Linked DNA regions of Mus musculus: regions 1 and 3 are each linked to region 2. A link is a contact called in public Hi-C and HiChIP or PLAC-seq data. All regions are on one chromosome and are shown on one strand. Each heading gives the region's core, a stretch centred on a gene start, on an enhancer-like site or on the middle of the called end of the contact. The rest is flanking DNA. Distances are from core to core; before and after follow the strand shown. Region 1 has its middle 20 kb from the start of Gm40446. Region 2 overlaps Gm35041 (a long non-coding RNA gene). Region 3 overlaps Gm40446 (a long non-coding RNA gene).

Region 1 (4,032 bases), core at 693-3,192, 210 kb before region 2:
AAACGAGGCTCAAGGCTCTACCTTCCTGCTCTGTCAGGGTTGGTGGGAGCCCAAGCTTGAATAAAGAGACCCTAATAAGATTGCATTGGAATCGGCTTCATCCATAACTCCAGTTCCAAGGGATCCAAGCCTTCCTCTGATGTCAGGTGCCAGGGACACATGATACAAATCCATATACAAGCAAAACACTCATACACAGAAATAAGCAAGTCTTTACATTTAAAAAAAAATGTTAACATAAGGGGAATTGGAAATATGCTTACTGAAAATAAAATTTGTTATAATTAACAAATGAAAACAGTTGAAGAAGTTCTGGCTTGGGTATTAGCGTCTAAGGTGACTGCAGTTGTCTGGGTGGGGAAGAGCCCAGTACAAAGCATCAGCGTTCAGGTCACAGGAGAAGATCTATTCGTAGGAGGAATTGCAGGTGGAAAGAGGAATTTGAAAACATCAAAGGAAGTGGTTCTCAACCTGTAGCTCATGAACCCCTGTGGGATCGCATATCAGATTAAGATTCACAACAGTAGCAAAATTACAGTTATGAAGCAGCAACAAAATGATATTATGGCTGGGGGTCACCACAACGTGAGGAACTGTATTGAAGGGTCCCAGTGCAAGGAAGGTTGGGAAGCACTGGTCTAGAAGCTTGATCAGATACATAAAAGAATTCATAGACTAGGACTGGAGAATGAGAGGTAAACAGAGTCAATAAGATGCAGACTATCCTGTCAGGTTAGAAATGGAGGTTCCCCTGTGAGCCCACGTTTCAGGACAAGTGAGGTAAGTGGATAAATGAAGATGTTAGTATGCTGACTATAGGCACAAATTCACACTTATACGTTTAACTCTTAACTCTGACAGCTCAGAGCCCCTAGGAATAATGATGCTCCAATGTTAAAGAACACCCCTAGCAACTCGGACCTTACATCTCAGGCGTGTTTACCTTTGTGTTTGAGACAGATCTCTCTTTGGCTTCTAAAATCAGCACACACACACACACACACACACACACACACACACACACACACACGCACTTATTCCTTGAAGAAAGGGTTGAATGCGCCCAAATAATATGTCAGAGAGCAAAAATGGTACTTAAAGAATGGAGAGAGTATGTCAAAGAACATGGAAGCTTTAAGGGATTCTGACTGACTAAACTGAAGATGAAATCGTGGAAGCTTGAAGGGTGAGGCAGAGGCAATGGTTCCGTTGGTAAAGCACTTGCCTGGCTAGTCTGAGGGTGGTCCCCAGAACTCACACCAAAACCCAGGCACAATGGTACAGCTCCTGTCATCCTGGCAAAGGCTGGATGTGAAGCAAACACTGGTAAAGACTCCGAAGCTTGCTAGCTAGCTAGCCTACTTCTTAACTGTTTCAGCCAAAAGGAGACCTGCCCCAAACAAAAGGTGAAAGTGCCTGAGATATAAACCAAACTTTTACATACCCTGAAATGCCCTCTCTCATGCACACAGACACAAACATACACACACACACACACACACACACACACACACACACACACACACACCCCTGAATGCAAGTGAACCCATGAAGTGCACTATGTAAACCAGCATGGATCCGTTCTTCAGCACTACATAAACCAGGCATGAGGGCTGCTGCAAGCCTGTGGTCCCAGCACTCAGGAAGTCCAGCACTATTGTTGGACTATATAGGCAGAAACTAGCGCCTAGGATTTATAAGAGCCTGCCTCAAAAATAAAGCAAACAAAGAACAACTAAATGAGAGCTGGGACCATAAGTGTATGCCACCATACCAAATAGTACTTATGCATTATGTTATAACTTGCTATACTTTTCAAAGCATCAGAATCATGCAAATCGAAGAAACTCAGCAATTCTTCTAGGCAGACGGAGGCTAAAGAGACAATGTCACTAGATGTGATGACTCATTGCTGATTACTCATTCATTATACCTTCACTCCATAAGCTGGGGCAGGAGGATTGCCATGAATTTCAGTTCACTAGAGAGAACTGGCAAATCATGCTGAAGCTAAGTATTAGTTGAAAGTGAGTTATCAAGACTAATTTCTAAGTTTTTATGGCTGTTTGTGGTTTTATAGACTACTTCCTTCTTTGGAGTATGATAAAGCACCAGGTCAACAGTCCCCGCCCCTCCCCCACCTTACAGGTTTTTTTCTTAAAAGCAAGCAAACACCTATGGGCGTGATGATAGCACACTAATTCAGAGGGGCTGCGCTATAAGGTTAGGTTTTCCGCCGTTCAGGTTTCATGGTCCAGTGGAACTTTTTCTCCAGTGGGAAGAACACTACTGTTATTGGCATTTTATTTAACCACGTTAAAAGAATAGCATTAAGAAGAATAAGACTGCCATCAATTATTATCATTTTATAGGCATTGACTTTTTGACTTTGACTTTGGCAGACTCAAATTATAAAACTTGAATATATTCCCTTGAAGGAAAGCATGTTATTTTTCTTATTCTGCTCCTGCGCCAACTTACAAAAGCTTCATAAACTCAGTGTTATCCTCACATTTGAGATCTTGCCTGCCCTTCTCTCCTGTCCATCAGCCTACCCCATAAGCCTTCACTGTTTGATACAGAAGCTGCTAGCCATAGGCGACTAGTCGGCACTTGAAATGTGGTTAGTTTTATGTGTATAATGTATGTTGCATGTCAAAGATGCATAACCTGTATAAACTGATAGCGTGACTGCTCCATGGTATGGTTAAGGGGAAAGATTTTATTGTAAATATGAGACAGAGAACAGCCAGAGGCATCTGGAAGAGTCCAGAGCAGAGGGAGACAGTAGTAGATTGAATGTGGTCAGCAGACTGGACCGAGGCCATGAGAGAAGCAAGAGCAGGGCAGGGAGGGCGAGGAGGAGGAGAGGGCGAGGGGACATACATAGAGGGAGGAAGAGCACAGAGAAGGGGTGAAGGAGGGAGATGGAGGAGAGAGTGAGGGGAGACAGAGGGAGCAGAACTGAGGGAGCGGGGTGAGGAGGAGAATGAGTAGCTGTGGAGAGGTAAACCCAAGAGCTGGGGAAGCTGAGGGTGGAGGAGGCAGAGAGAAGAGCTAGGATGCTAGTGTGGACTCCTCGGAAACATGTAACAGGTCCTTGTGATGGTGAGGGAGCCTGGAGGCCAGACGTGCTGGGGTAGGCTAATAGGCACCACAGAGAGCCATTTGTTCCTTCTGCCTTGCAGAATTCGGGGAAATAGAGTTTCCTTAGGACCTGATGTAAACGACATAAAATATCTCAACCTTTATAATGAGTACATGTGGGTGAACTAACAGAAAAAAAAAAAATTCTGATGTCAACAACAGCAAAAAAAAAAAAAAAGCCTTTCAAGCCAGGCATGGTGGTGGTGCACATCTGCAATCCCAACACTCTGGAGACTGAGTTAGGAGGATCTCAAGTTTGAGGTCATGGGCAATAGAAATGACTCCACAGGTAAAGGTGCCTGCTACCAAGCCTGAAGGTCTAACTTCAATCTATAGGACCCACATGGTGGTAAGAGAGAACTGACTCTTACGTATCTCCTGACCTCCTCACGTGTGTGTGTGTGTGTGTGTGTGTGTGTGTGTGTGTGTGTGTGTGTGTGTGTGTGTGTATTCTCTCTCAATAAATAAATAAGCAAACAAATATTAAAAATCAAAACAAAGCTAAAGCTTGAACCCTATCCTGGTTAGTTGTTTTTGTTGTTGTTGTTTTTTGTTTGTTTGTTTGTTTGTTTTTGTCTTGATACAAGTCAGAATTATCTACCAAATAGGAACTGTATTTGAGAAAATGCCTTTATCAGATTACCTGTCGGTAACTCTGGACCTGATTGATGTAGGGAGACCCAGTTCACATGGGGACAGCGGCACCCCTAGGCAGGTAGTCTGAACTATATAAGAAAGCAGGCTGAGCAGGGGACCAAGCCAGTAAGCAGCGTTTCTCCAGGGTCTCTGTCCTACTTCCTGACTCCATGTTCCTGCTTGAGTTCTTGCCCCAGTTTCAGTCAGTGAAGGACTCTGGGCAATAGTTCAGGCTAGCCGTGAAGTCTC
Region 2 (3,914 bases), core at 562-3,061:
TGCCACCCACCCCTGCTCTCCACCTTTATCACTCACAGACATGCTCCACAGTTCTTCCTTACGCTGACATCCATCTTGGTATTTGGATCTTAACCCATAAGACACACTTTGGATACAAGCTTTAACTCACTCCAGGGACTATGGTACCGGCTTTATGTGTCTTGAGTATTAAAGAGCAAGCAAGAATGAGGTCCTAATTGAAACTGGAACTGAAAGGAACTACTACATGTCAGCAATGAGGCTCCTGGCCCAGTACTCAGAGTGGGGATGGCTCCTCTAGGCAGGTTTCTGTAGAGGGGAGAATGTGTGTGTGTGTGTGTGTGTGTGTGTGTGTGTGTGTGTGTGTGTATGTATGTGTGTGTGTGTGTGTGTGTGTGTACTGTGTGTGTGTACTCTGTGTGTGTGTGTGTACTGTGTGTGTGTACTCTGTGTGTGTGTGTGTGTGTGTGTATACTGTGTGTGTGGTGTGTGGTGTGTGTACTGTATGTGTTGGGGGTGAGGGAAGCAGGTTGGGATTGTCTGAAGTTTGCCTAGTTGCTCCACAGGTTGCAGCAGATTCTAAGCATGCTAATTCTTCATCCAGAAACTTCCAACACTGCGTGGACAGGGACTGATTCCCTCAGAAAGAGCAAAACTCCTTAGCTCAGCTAAAGGGAGAAAATGGCCAATTGGACAAAATTCACTGGCTTTGATAAAGATCTCCACACAGAAGTAGAATGCTTTTATTGACCCTAGGAATGGTGCCGGTAGCCAGAAAATCTCCCTCCTTTCCCTTCCCAAGGCTTGCACAGTGATTGCTAGCCTGTAGCCGCATTATGTGTATGCCCTAACATAATGTATTTGGGTCTTCATGGTCTCTTTTATAAAGCTTAAAAGGGGGGGATATCAGTTTAGCTATTTCACATAACAGTACATAATTTCTGTGCTTGAAAAGCATTGTGAAGAGGGTGGGGATGCTGAGAGATGGCTCAGTGACGAAGCTCAGCCCCCGGATCCCATGGGGAAAAAAGTCAGGTGTATGGTGACAGGCGACCTATAATTCCAGAGCTGAGAATGTGGAGGCAGGAGGATTTCTGGGACCTACCAGCCAAGTTGAGTCTGCAAGCCCCAGAACAGCATAAGACCTTACCTCAAAAAGCAAGGTGAAGGGCTTGTGAGACACAACCAGCAAAGCTGACCTCTAACCTTGACACACATATAATATGATCTTTAGCTACACATACACATATACCTGTATGAACATGCACACACTAAAAAAAAAAAAAAAAAAAAAAAAAAAAAAAAAAAAAAAAAAAGCCTGTAACTGAGAAAGAGAGAAAGAAAGAAAGAAAGAAAGAAAGAAAGAAAGAGAGAGAGAGAGAGAAAGGGAGAGAGGGAGGGAGGGAGGGAGGGAGGGAGGGAGGGAGGGAGAGAGAGAGAGAGGGAAGGAAGGAAGGAAGGAAGGAAGGAAGGAAAAACAGCTAACAAGGCTTGTGTGGCGACTTCGTGGCAGAAGGCCCAGAATTTCCACTATCCCTTTACACCACCCCCTGCTGGCCCTGAGGTCATTTGAATTTGTGTAACCAGGCTTACACTGTCCGGAGCAGCAAATGGAGCTCATTTTGAGCATTCAGACTTAGATCATGAGGCACAGTTAGCCAGCCGCTGACTGACATTAACTGTGGGGGGGCTCTCAGAAAATTAAGTTACTAAGCAAATTAATGACATGGGTGGTAGATCAAGGAGTCCCCAAGTACCCCAGCATGGGGGACAGAATTGTCAGCACAGCTGGAAGCTGTGACAGTGACAGCTGGGAGACAGCTGGTGGCCAGAGGCAAGAACCCTCAGTTAGAAGAGGTGGGGCTTCAGCTCTGGCTTTCCCCTTACTAATGATATGGCCTGGGGCTTCGTTTTCACACTCAGCTCAGGTGCCTGGTGTAGTTGTATCTGTAATAAGCAACTGCTAATGTCTCCTGAGTGCTTGGTACATGCAGAGCCGTGTGTTATATGTGCTGTGTGTGTGTGTGTGTGTGTGTGTGTGTGTGTGTGTGTGTGAGATGTATGTACTATGTGTGTGTGTGTGTGTCTGTTGTGTGTCAGTTTCCCAAAAGCAATCTGAATCTTTTGTGTCCTGTCCAAAATCAGTGGCAGGACCAGGACTGACCCACAGACCCTCTACCTCCTGAGCACACACCAGCATCTCCTGCTGCCCAGCGACACTTACACCTGTGCAGGGGGTTGTCAGGTTTAAAAGGTGTGGGCATAAGGGCTTGTAAATTGCCAAGTGCTACAGATTTTTACTATGGTCACAAGTGCTGCAATGTTTTAAATTGATGCCTCACCTAAAAGTTACCAGTTCAGTTCGGCCTCTTTCTAATTCTTTCAAATTAGTTTTTGTTTGGTTGGCTTCCCCACCACCACCACCCCCTCCAGCACCCCCAGAGAGTGTATACAACTAGAAGCTGGAACTGACCCATCCTTGGTCCTATAGTGCCCTCTGCTGGCATCTAGGAGAATTCAGACATCCCCATACTACTGGCTCAGAGGGGTTGCTGCAGCTGCTACAGGGTACTAGGGACACCAGATGCAGGAGATTCCATCCTCATCAGCCTTGGTCTCTCTCGTTTATGTGTAAGATAAGGGAAGTGGAAAGAACCGAAGGCAAGGTGACCTAGATTTCATTTAAGATAGTGTAGACCAAAATCTCGTACTCAGCCCTTATAACATCAGAGATGAAGCTCAAAGTGGACACCGGCGTCATCCTTCTCAAAAACCATAGCGAACTCAAACCATGAGGCCAATGGTATTCTGTGTCATAGAACATTCTGGTAAATTCGAATTTACCAGGGCTCCAGCAGGGCTAGGTCCTAATTTGTTCTGTTTGCCAATGTCTGTGGTGTAAATCCTCATGGCCAATCACCAGCTACAAACATAATGACTCACAAGCCTTTGACGATTTTGCAGGTGACCTCTCGCAAGCTGCAGAAGCTAGCCCTAACATGCTCTAACTTGCCTCTTTTTTTTTTATCTGTGTATGTGTGTGGGAGGTGGGGGTGTGCATATGAGTGCAGCTGTTTCTGGGGGTTAGACGTACCAGATCTCCCTATGGCTGGAGGCACAGGCAGTTGTGAGCTATCTAGGATGCTAGGAACTGACCTCAGGTCCTCTACACGAGCAGTATGTGTCACAACCTCCGAACAACCGTTCCAGCCCCAACTATTGTTTAACTCTAGGAGAAATGAAATTTTTCACTCAACTGAATTCCGGAATGTTTACCACTGGGACACTTTCATGAGTAGACACAAGTGAGTCTCACTCCAGCAAAACTGACTCCAAATGGGAAATGAGGAATGCCAGTTGGAATATCCTCTATAGCATATAGTCTAGACCATCTCAGGAGGCTCTGTCCCACCCAAAGATCTTCTTCACTGTCCTGTCACTCCTTCTTCCCCATTGCTCCTCCTTCCTCCCTGTCACTCTTCCTTCCTCCCTGTCACTCCTCCTTCCTCCCATCACTCCTCCTTCCTTCCTGTCACTCCTTCTTCCCTGTCTTTTTCTTGTCTAACCAGCTGGACAGGAGACTTGGGGACACTGTGACATCTCGGAAAGCAAGCCTCCTTCTGCCCTCTGCCTCCTTGCCTCAGTGCCCAATTCCCTGTTCTCCTTTGGTTCACAAACCTGCCTCAGTGCAAAAGCCCCATCCCAGCAGGGGTCTCTGTAGGAACCCCAAGACTTCCTGATGTGAAAAATATGGCCGGCCTTGACCCATACCCTTCTTACTTTATCCTGCTCGGGTGGATGAGGAGCCTGCCTTTGCCCCAGAGGAAGGAGTACATGGGTCCAGTCACAGCCTCGGGGAGCAGTTTCCAACTATAGAAACAAGTCGGCTGAGAAAACCCAGCTCCCAGAAGCCCAAGAGACCAGATCTACTCACC
Region 3 (3,910 bases), core at 231-2,730, 140 kb before region 2:
CTGGCTGGCCCTGTTGGCGTTTATTTGACCATGTTTTGAAAAGTGTCTTCAGTGTTTGTGGTGGTAATTGGCACAGCACCACAGGCTGGTGCTACAGCGGGGTGATGGACTAAGGCAATCTGAGCTTGGCAGCACATTTATTTTGCATGGCTTTTTGCTTCTCCTCTTGCTGCAAGCCTAAGGAAGGCACAGGGCCCAAAGCCTCGTAGGCTTGTGTGTGAGACACTTGGAAGCCGAGTTTCTTGGCTGGGATTAACCCAAGGGCTCAGTGTCAGCCTGTGACATTCCTTCAGGTTCAATATCCACCTGAGGGAAGCCCTGCCAGCAGGGTGGATGTCAGCAAAACCACTCTGATGTGACCCAGAAGGAGTGAGTTCTACAAAGAGGGTGCTACCCCCGGGACTCAGCCGCCATCACTGTTTTGATGAGGAACCAAAGGATGGAGAAGTGCTTTTGAAAAGGAAATGCTTCCACTATTGTCCAGCTGGACCATGGCTACACAAGGAGGCTGGAGGCAAGCTGACCAGAAGCAGAGTACCTGGGGACAGGATTGGCATGGAGAATATATTTGGGTCTATCTGGTTGGTCCCAGGGAAGCTGGCAATTATTGACCAAATGCTAATGTTTTGGAAGCTGAGTGCTGGCCAAGGATGTGGTCACTGTTCTGTGTTCCTTACAGTCGGTCTCCTGGGAGAAACAACAATGCTAGTCTTGCTCAATCTGATGTCATCTTGAAGTGGATGACTACCAGTAAATGTGTGCATGTGCGTGTGTGTGTGTGTGTGTGTGTGTGTGTGTGAGTGTGTGTTTGTGTGTGCACAAAAGTCCATGCCTGTAATCCCAGCATGGGGGGGGGGGGGTGGAGCCACAAGGTCATCTTTGGCTACATGGTAAGGCTAGCCTGGACTATATGAGACCATGATTTTGTTTTTTAAATAGAAACCCTCCCCCTCAAAAGTTTATCATAGTGAAAATTTTTTTAAAGATTTATTTATTTATTTGTTTGTTTATTACATGTAAGTACACTGTAGCTGTCTTCAGACATTCCAGAAGAGGGAGTCAGATCTCATTACAGGTGGTTGTGAGCCACCGTGTGGTTGCTGGGATTTGAACTAAGGACCTTCGGAAAAGCAGTCGGGTGCTCTTACCCACTGAGCCATCTCACCAGCCCCATAGTGAAATTTATAATTGTACAAAACACAAACAAAATAAAGGCTGGGAATGGCCAGAATGCCCAATTTTATAAAATTGAGAAAATTTAAGTACATCCACTTTGTGAAAAAAAAAAAATTAAAAGGAAAGGGTTCTAATGACATTGAACTGAGTCGGTTTAGGAGTCACTCTACTACACTGTTGCAGGTTGAGCCAAGGCCAGTTTTTAGGTAAAATGTCCTCAGAACATTCTCTGGAGCCAAGTAAAATCAGCCTGGCTGTGAGCTTCCACAGGATTAGCCAAGCCCTGAAATATTGACTCATCAACCCCCAGGTTATCCCTGCCCTGAATCCTCTTGCAACTGTAACTGCCACTTCAATAAACATGTGTGAATCACCCCCACCCCACCGGACGCAGTCACCCACCCCAACTGCCCCAAGACAAAGGCAGGCTATCCAGACAGACCAGGAGTCAAAAATGCTGTCTGTCCCAGGAGACCATGTTTGAAAACAGAACCCGACCACATCCTCCTGCCACGTCAATCCAGTTGCAGAGTTCAGCCCTGATTTGACAAAAGCTCACTCACCGGAGTGAGTGTGCAAAGCATGAAACAAACTACGTCTAGCCAAGCAGACTTAAAAATGGATATTCGCTCTCTCCTCTCTTTGTGTCTCGCGCTTCCCCATTCTCTCATCACACACACAGATTCTGCACCTTTCTTTTATCCTCTGCCTCCACCTCTGGGGTAGGGGGATGGGGGGGGGGGTGTCGTGGTGGATATCTCATGTTACTTCAATTAGATAAGGCACCCTGTTAGCCTATAAGGTGCGACCCTCTTAAAGCATTAGGATTATGCACTACACACACTACAGGAGGAGGGCTGTGGGTCCATGTAGAGCACTTGCCTGGCATGTATAAGCCAGTAGCTCTATCCTCAGTCCTTAACAGCTAATTCCACATAGGTTTTATAATGTCCCCAAGTCTGGGGGGCGGGGTGCATGCATTTGCAGGCAGATCTCTGAGTTCAAGCCCAGCCTGGTCTACAGATTGAGTTCCAGGACACAGGCTACACAGAGAAACCCTGTTTTGAAAAAAAAAAAAAATACAACAAACAAAAAGAGTTCTAAGATATGATTGCTTTTCCTCCTTGTCCAATGGTAAGGGGAGGAAGAGGGGCAGATTGTGGTGTTTTTTCCCAGTACCACAGAATCATTAGAGGCAGACTACAAAAAGTTTATAGCATGGTCTCACCAAGAGCCTCTACCAGACTGTCTGATTTTCAAGCTTTATCAGAATTTGCATGTTAGACATAAACTCTGCAAATAGCTCCTTGCTTAATGGTTTCTGAAGAACTTTTCTCCCACCTGGTCTGTGAAGCCAGTGCTTCCCACCTTTACCTCATTCTCCGAATCAGCAATGTTTTCCTAATTTATCAGAGAAGACCTTGGTGTTGTAATCTCCATGCCTTCTGTTGATCAGGCCTGGAAAACCCAAGAATGCAAACGCCTCTCGGTTTTGCTCTCTCAAATTTTCCCTCTTAAATGTGACAAGGCTCTGGACTTGATGCAAGACATCTTTAGGTGGGGCTTAGACCTACCTGGAGTTGTATAGAGAGAGGGTCATCAGGGAGTCCTTGTTCGTAGGACAATTTGTAGGAGGGGCTACGGAGCCAAAGGAAACTGAAGGAAAGTGAAGGGAAACTGGCAGGTGCCAGCTGCTGCAGATAAGAAATGCCCTTGACTTTTGAGGGAAGGGACGGTTTTCATAAACACCTGGTATGAACCTCTCTGCTCTCCGTCTCGTCGTAACCTATGGATCCAAGTATATCCCAGTTATCTGGGGGCAGGCAGGGGCTGGAGCACCGTAGTGCAGAGGCAGTCGTAGACACTTCCAGGAGACCAGTACAAGAGACGCCCTGTGGATAGTGATGTTGCTCTGTTTGTAGAGCCATGTGGGGTATGGTGCTCTAGGGTGCTTCCTGCTTCAGCAACTGAAGTCTCTTCATAAGAAGCTCAATCAAGTGACCTAACAGAGAGACACTGGGTGACTTTAATGAGCCATAGTGGGTGCCTCTGACCAATACCTAATGTTTCCAGGCACTGGCTGCAGCAGTGGCCCAGATGCTATCGGCTCAGCATTGATATCACTGGGTTTGAATAGGAAAAAGGTGCCATATATGCCACCAATCAGCTGGAGACATTAGCACCCTACAGGGTATGTGCTGCAAAGTGATGTTTGAAACCTCAGCATCAGACAAGGGGCTAGGGAAGGAGGGAGGGGAAGAAGGAGGGGGAGAGTGGGGGGAAAGAGAGAGAGAAGGGGAGGTTGATGGGGAGTCCAAGAGAAGTCTTATAGCCAAGAAGCCTTTGGTGACTTGCAAAGGTGTCTAAGGGGAACTTGGAAAGGACTGTTTGCAGGCAGGCTAACGCCATCGATAGCTCCCTTGTACTGGGTGGTTCTTACGGTTTGAATATAAAATGTCCCCACAAATTAAGGTCCTCAGGTAGCAGTGGTGCTATTTGGGAAGAGGCTGGAAATTTTAGGGGGAGTGACTTATTCGGAGGCAGGAAGTGGATCACTGGAGGCCTGCCCTTGGGGATAGACCCTACTAAATCTTTCTCCTCCTCCTCCCCCTCCCCCTCCTCCTTCCTTCCCCCTCCCCCTCCCCCTCTCACTCTTTTCTCCCTCTTCCACTTCCTCCTGTGAACTTTTTTGCCCCACCACACCTCATCCCCTATCACGAGGGACCAAAACACA

The links. A called contact is a pair of places that touch in the nucleus more often than the background predicts. HiChIP or PLAC-seq counts read pairs in DNA pulled down with a chosen protein or histone mark.
Region 1: a Hi-C map of the HPC-7 cell line shows a contact between it and region 2, with 3 times the contacts expected there. The contact joins two enhancer-like sites. A contact is called at or near these places in 11 of 484 Hi-C or Micro-C datasets (3T3-L1-derived adipocytes, the HPC-7 cell line, the MC3T3-E1 cell line and 8 more) and 3 of 115 datasets of contacts at active chromatin or transcription factors (acute myeloid leukemia, bone marrow-derived dendritic cells and bone marrow-derived macrophages).
Region 3: an H3K27ac HiChIP or PLAC-seq map of trophoblast stem cells shows a contact between it and region 2, with 5 times the contacts expected there. The contact joins two enhancer-like sites. A contact is called at or near these places in 18 of 484 Hi-C or Micro-C datasets (3T3-L1-derived adipocytes, the Ba/F3 cell line, the C10 cell line and 8 more) and 6 of 115 datasets of contacts at active chromatin or transcription factors (CD8 T cells, the HPC-7 cell line, acute myeloid leukemia and 3 more).

Annotation. Positions count from the first base shown.
Region 1 is chr12:77,209,966-77,213,997 of GRCm38.p6, reverse strand. No RefSeq gene overlaps it. Among named protein-coding and RNA genes, the nearest start is that of Gm40446, 20 kb to the right of the region's middle. Within about 2 kb of position 1,942, at least 15 of the 459 cell types and tissues checked have an H3K27ac peak or open chromatin away from gene starts, as enhancers often do. A contact at or near this core is called in the HPC-7 cell line, where this site is marked.
Region 2 is chr12:76,998,823-77,002,736 of GRCm38.p6, reverse strand. The region is part of intron 1 of Gm35041 (a long non-coding RNA gene); the gene reads right to left. Among named protein-coding and RNA genes, the nearest start is that of Gm35041, 28 kb to the right of the region's middle. Within about 2 kb of position 1,811, at least 33 of the 459 cell types and tissues checked have an H3K27ac peak or open chromatin away from gene starts, as enhancers often do. A contact at or near this core is called in the CH12 cell line, the HPC-7 cell line, muscle stem cells and 1 more, where this site is marked.
Region 3 is chr12:77,136,686-77,140,595 of GRCm38.p6, reverse strand. All of the region lies in intron 1 of Gm40446 (a long non-coding RNA gene), which reads left to right. Among named protein-coding and RNA genes, the nearest start is that of Gm40446, 53 kb to the left of the region's middle. Within about 2 kb of position 1,480, at least 94 of the 459 cell types and tissues checked have an H3K27ac peak or open chromatin away from gene starts, as enhancers often do. A contact at or near this core is called in the CH12 cell line, the HPC-7 cell line, muscle stem cells and 1 more, where this site is marked.